2 separate regions of the Macaca mulatta genome follow, and region 1 is linked to region 2. Evidence: chromatin contacts called from public Hi-C data. All regions are on one chromosome and are shown on one strand. The core of a region is the stretch at or near the end of the contact, and the rest is flanking DNA. Distances in the headings are between cores, read along the strand shown. Region 1 has its middle 330 kb from the start of USP25. Region 2 overlaps LOC114676844.

The links. Hi-C and Micro-C count contacts between places; a contact is called where the count stands out from the background.
Region 1: a Hi-C map of fetal cortical plate shows a contact between it and region 2, with 2.3 times the contacts expected there. The contact joins two enhancer-like sites. A contact is called at or near these places in 2 of 14 Hi-C or Micro-C datasets (fetal cortex germinal zone and fetal cortical plate).

Annotation. Positions count from the first base shown.
Region 1 is chr3:31,649,365-31,652,064 of T2T-MMU8v2.0, reverse strand. No RefSeq gene overlaps it. Among named protein-coding and RNA genes, the nearest start is that of USP25, 330 kb to the left of the region's middle. Within about 2 kb of position 1,329, at least 19 of the 40 cell types and tissues checked have an H3K27ac peak or open chromatin away from gene starts, as enhancers often do. A contact at or near this core is called in fetal cortical plate, where this site is marked.
Region 2 is chr3:31,130,708-31,133,407 of T2T-MMU8v2.0, reverse strand. All of the region lies in intron 4 of LOC114676844, which reads left to right. Among named protein-coding and RNA genes, the nearest start is that of MIR125B-2, 2.9 kb to the right of the region's middle. Within about 2 kb of position 1,362, at least 9 of the 40 cell types and tissues checked have an H3K27ac peak or open chromatin away from gene starts, as enhancers often do. A contact at or near this core is called in fetal cortical plate, where this site is marked.

The DNA.
Region 1 (2,700 bases), core at 80-2,579, 520 kb before region 2:
CTCCAATAAATGACGAAGAAATGTTTAAATAATATGTATTATTTGTATATGTATGTACGTGTGTGTATATATATATATTATACACACACACATGCTTTTTTTCTTTTGAAGGGGAAAAGCGATGGCTATATTCCACTGAAGTATTCTGGAGGAAGCTGTGGGAAGAAAATTGGCGGATTTTATTATTGAAATAAGCAAGCATTTCCATGCATATTTTTACGGCATGCATGGCTATGCACCACTCTGTGCAAACAGTGCTATTGCAGCTTGGGCGCGGTAATTAGGTTGATGTAATTATGGTGAAATAAAGGCAGTCGCACTGATAATTTCGCAGTGAATATTAAAGACATATGTGCCTTCCAGTGTACAATAAATGAACCTGAACTGCTGTCAGGGTCTAGGAAGACAGTGTGGCCAATGCACCTATTGTGTCCCGGCTGCAGAAAGGAGCCTGCCGATTGGCCACTGTCTGCAGCACATAGCACTGGCTGGTTATAAAGGACTTGTCTAGGGGAGAGCCTGTAGGTACTCCATTGTCTGGTAAAGTTCATATGACTGCATTCTTTTTTGCAAGGCGGGTGGAGGGAGAGCGGGGAAGGAGGGGGTGTCGGCTCAACTGTAAAAGCTGCACAGATTTTTTTCTTTCTCTCTCTCTGCCTCTCCATAGATCGTTTCTGTTTCATGCCCTGTCTCATTTCGCATAGCTAAAAAAGAATGCTAATTAAGATCCCTTGTCTTAACCTGAAAAATAATGACTCGGCTGTAATTAGAAATCCGGTGAGAGTTTAAAATTCTGGTAGGGGACCAAAAACATCAGTTACGGTGCTTAGGAAGAAAATGAAGAATTATTTTTCTGTAATCAAGGTAAACATGGGAGAGGGGGGTTCCCCCCGTCTTTTTAACCAATTTTAACCAATGGTGTTCTACTGCAGATGAGAAGATACTGTATTTCAAAAACTATTTTAACCATCAAATTGAAGCAACACAAATCAGTAGCAATAGAAGCCTTCTTAATCCTCCTTAGGATGCAATTCAGATGAAAGAACTGCTTTTTTTTTCCTATTTTTCTTTTTGTATGTGTGTTATAGATGGATCTGAGAACGCTGTCTGGGCTTGGTGCCAAGGGCTGGTATTTCACAGCAGCGACCGCCTCACAGACGAGCTGTGGGAAGCAGGAGGGAGACTCTCTCTTAGGGTGCCACTACTATGGAGACACAGCTGGGCTGAACAAGATTTGCTTCAAACGACAACAAGAGAGACAGAAAGTATCTGGTTCAACCGCTGCCCGAGCAGGCAGGCACCAGAAGAGCTAGCAGCCAATCCGGCCATGCTCGAAGCCAGCTCTGCAGCTCAGCCAATCAGTGACATCACTGGTGAGAAACTCATTTACATCATGCAGTAATGAACTTTGTTTAACATAGCCTTCCCCCTTTCCTGTCACCCCCCCTTTCCATATTAGGTCCTTCCATTAATTATTCTGCTGGCATAATTTAAACCGCTATGCAAAAATGTGGCTACATTCTGTCCGATGGCTTTTACCTTTTTTTTTTTTTTTTTACCCCATTGGTGTCTGCCGTCACTGAAAGTGATTCCGGTTACAATTCTATTTTGTTTTGAATTTGCAAAAATTATCTTCTCTTTCTTAAAAAAAAAATTCTTAACAACATCAAACCTCTGTTTATATTGTCTGATCCCTCTTCTTATGAATGAATACATGCTTCTCCAAGTTGGGGTTCAGAATTGTACAAGGTAACAGAGAATAAGGGGTGCATTGCCATGGAAGTTGCAGGTTTTTCAAACAATCTGTGTCTTAGAACATCCTTTAACGTTTCCAGATTTTATGCTGCAGTGGCCATTTTACATACAGTGCTTTATCCAAAAAGCACTTATGTGCATCTGTCACATGGAGGAAAGTTCACTCTTGTTATATTTCATTCTCCACTGCTCTCGGCCAACATTGTCATTTTATTAATGAATAGAACTGAGGTCATTTCTGGACAAATCTCCCCCTTCCCACCCCAGCACAATGCACCTGATTTGCATCCATTTACTAGAAAAACTGAATACAAGAACCAGCTTGAAAAGAAGTTAAGGGACCAGCTTACATATTATTTCAGAATTTATTGCCGTTATACAGTTTGTTTTTTAAAATGTATAATATTTAACATTTGCCTTAGTGTTTCTATAAAAATGCCTGGTCTCCATTCGCAATGTAATGCCTTTAGCAAATTTATGGGATTGTTACATAACCAAAGTAGATCAAATGAAATAATGTTCACAAACGAGTTCATTTGTCTGCAGAAAACCTTTGGAAATACAATTTTGCGTTGCACATTTATATTTAGCTGTCAGGGATAAATTCATTTGTTCTATAGATAACTTAAAGAGGCTGGAACATGTGGCATGTGAAGATTTCAGGTTGCTTTATAAAATCCCAGAGAGCAAAACTGGGTCACACTTCAATGCAATTTCTATTAAGTCATATCTTTATTGCATATTTGCGTTAAAGGCACACTGTTTTCTAGCAGAGAAGGTGAAGTTTCGTTGTCTTTCTTTTAAAAGGATGTTTTGAATATAATTATTCAAAAACATGGAATTTAAAAAATATTGACAAGGGTTTCATAATAGTGCATGATTCGTTTAAGAAGCTTAGAGAGTGCAATGATAGGCATAGTCACTTTTTAAAACATATGAAGGATT
Region 2 (2,700 bases), core at 113-2,612:
AGGGATGCTTTTGTGTTGATGATAAGATGCTAAGAATTAGAAGAGACCTTAAACCTGTGTATATGACAGTGGTAATTGAACTCATTGATTACAACATCTTCTTTCAAATAAATATTGATTTCATCAAGTCTGCATTCCCATTGGCCTTAACGGAAATCCTACCAGAAGCCTGTGTACTCGGACCTGGCTAACCTCTATCTGGATATAAATATTTTAAATGTGTGGCCATTCAGTTATAAGTATGATTTTTTTTTTTTTTTGCAAATATTTATTCCTCTTGATTTTCTAAACTCCTCAGTTAATATCATTATGCCTTCTGTAAAGTTAAGGCCTGTGTGTGTGTCTATCTCTGTATGTAATAGAGAGATAGCATGGATTAGGGGGGAAAAAAAAGTTGTATTTGCATTTGTTGTTTCTGATTCACAGAGCTAGGAGTGCAGTGCTCGTGTGGAGTCCACAGAGCTGGGATATCAGTAGGCAGTTGCTGTAAGCACATGTTCAATTATTAAAATAGTCGACATTTTATGTCTGATAGCCATAGCAAGGTCATGACATTAATTTATCCAAAGTATTGTGGACAACTGTCTAGAAAAATAAATAGCATAAAGGATACAGATGCCAAGAGCTAAAAAAGAAAAAAAAAAAAGTTAGGTCTGAGCAAAGGGGGATTAAGAGATGACCGATTTATTTAATCCACATAGGACAGGAAGAAGTCAGCAGGAATCTCAATGTTAATGGCAAGTATTTTAAGCTATGCTGCACATGCGTTAATTTTTGTTTTAGTTTTTCATTAGATTCTAAGCTTGTTGAATACTATTCCTATTCTTCCAGGTCAGAAACTTAATTTCGTATTTGATTGTTGCTTCAATGCTTAGGGATTTTTCACTATCTGTTTCTTTCTCTCCCTTTTTCATTCTTCCTTTCCTTCTTCCCATTTCTGTGTTTCCCTTTCTTCTTCCCTCTGTTATTATTTTCCTTCTTGCCTTTCTCTCTTATTACAGTATATTCTTAATTCTGTTTCCTTCTGGTGCCAACTTCTTTTTCTATTTTTGTTGTTGCGTTTGAGAGGTTTATTCTTCTGCTTTCAAATCAGGAGCCTGTAGGAACTCATCTTAGAGATGCATACCCTACTACCGATGCTTCTATCTCTTTATAGGTTGTGTGATGTTTTCTTTGGAACCTCTGCGAATGGTTGTCCTTCTTGTTTGTTGCCACAGATCTGTTGCCAATCTGCTACCTTAGTTGAGCCTGCAGTGCCGCACTGCATGCTGGGATCTGTCTGTGTGAATAAACTGAAATTTCTACAGCACCAGACAGCATTAGAGTTGGCTTGAGAATTGCCGTACTTTGCTTCCCTTTGTATGTATTTCTTGTATGCTGCAGAGTCACTGATGGCTAGCTCTGTCTGGCAAGTAACTCAGAAATGCTGTTCATGTAGAAAGGAAAGGTAGGCAGTTTACCACACTCTGTCATTAAAGGGAGCAATTGAAGAACAAAGGAACTGAGTAAATACCTATATATTGCCTTTTGTGTTGTGAAACACTGTAGCACAAACACATTTGTGTTCAGTCAAATGTTTTACTTCCTTTTGTAATAATACATATAATAGGTTGTCTCCACATATGTACAAGAATCCATATTTTATTTAAACATATATGGTCAATGGTTCATATTTATAGGCTGCAAACATGTCTCAGTCTCAAAGACTTTTACATATCCACTGCCACACAGCTATTTGTTATTATTTTAAAAGTTCTTAAATTAAAAAAAAGTAAAATATACTAATATCTCTGTTGGTTGATTTTATTAAGCAACTTAGGATTTCAACACAGTTTAAATCATATTGATGACTCAGATCCTGGCAGGTCTTATAATTCCTGTGAAATGAGAGCACAGCTAATAAAAATATTAAGCAATTACTTTTATTAAAATCATAGGGTTTTTTTTTTTCATTATCACATAGAAATGATTGATCTATACAGATTGGTCTCACTCATGTGTCTCTTGGGCTGCCTGGGGGCTTCATATAGAAGTGGAAAGTCCCCTTTGCTCTTGCTTCGACCAAGGTGGGGAAAATGAAGGCATGGAATACAGTCTAGGGCTGTTAAAGAATTGCTGGCATTACTACTCTCTATCACGTGTGAGCCTGGCTGCCTGCTTCCTGAGGTAGGGGATCCAGGATGAGACTGTGCCGGAGCCTGTTTCCACAACTGCATTTGGAGATCCGTCTTATTGATTAGCGGGGGAAAGGGGTGGGGATCAGGAGTGTGAGGTGAGGGGAGGACCAGCTGGCGACTGGCTCAATGAAGCACAAGACAGTTTCTTCCGGAAAGATGTCAAACAACTGAGAAACAGCCAGGGAGGAAGTAGAAAGGCGGAAAAAATGAGGAGACCCTGGAAGAAATGAAGGCATTTCTTATGAGACAGCCTTGAGGCTTTTTCCTTTTCTTTCTGTTTTTTTCTTCCATCATCTGACCTGCAAAGGCTAGAGTGACAGCGTCATGCAAATGCTGCAGTCCAGCAGGTCTGGGAGAGGGTGGATGCTAGACTGTGAGTTAATGTTAATGATGAGCGCAGTGAAAATACCAGCCGCTGCCACCCCCTGCTCACAGAAGCGCTCTGAGTCAGCATCAGATGCTTTGCCTCGCCTCTCGCTGTGTGTCTGTATGCCTGTGTGCGCGCGCGTGCTCGCTCGGGCAT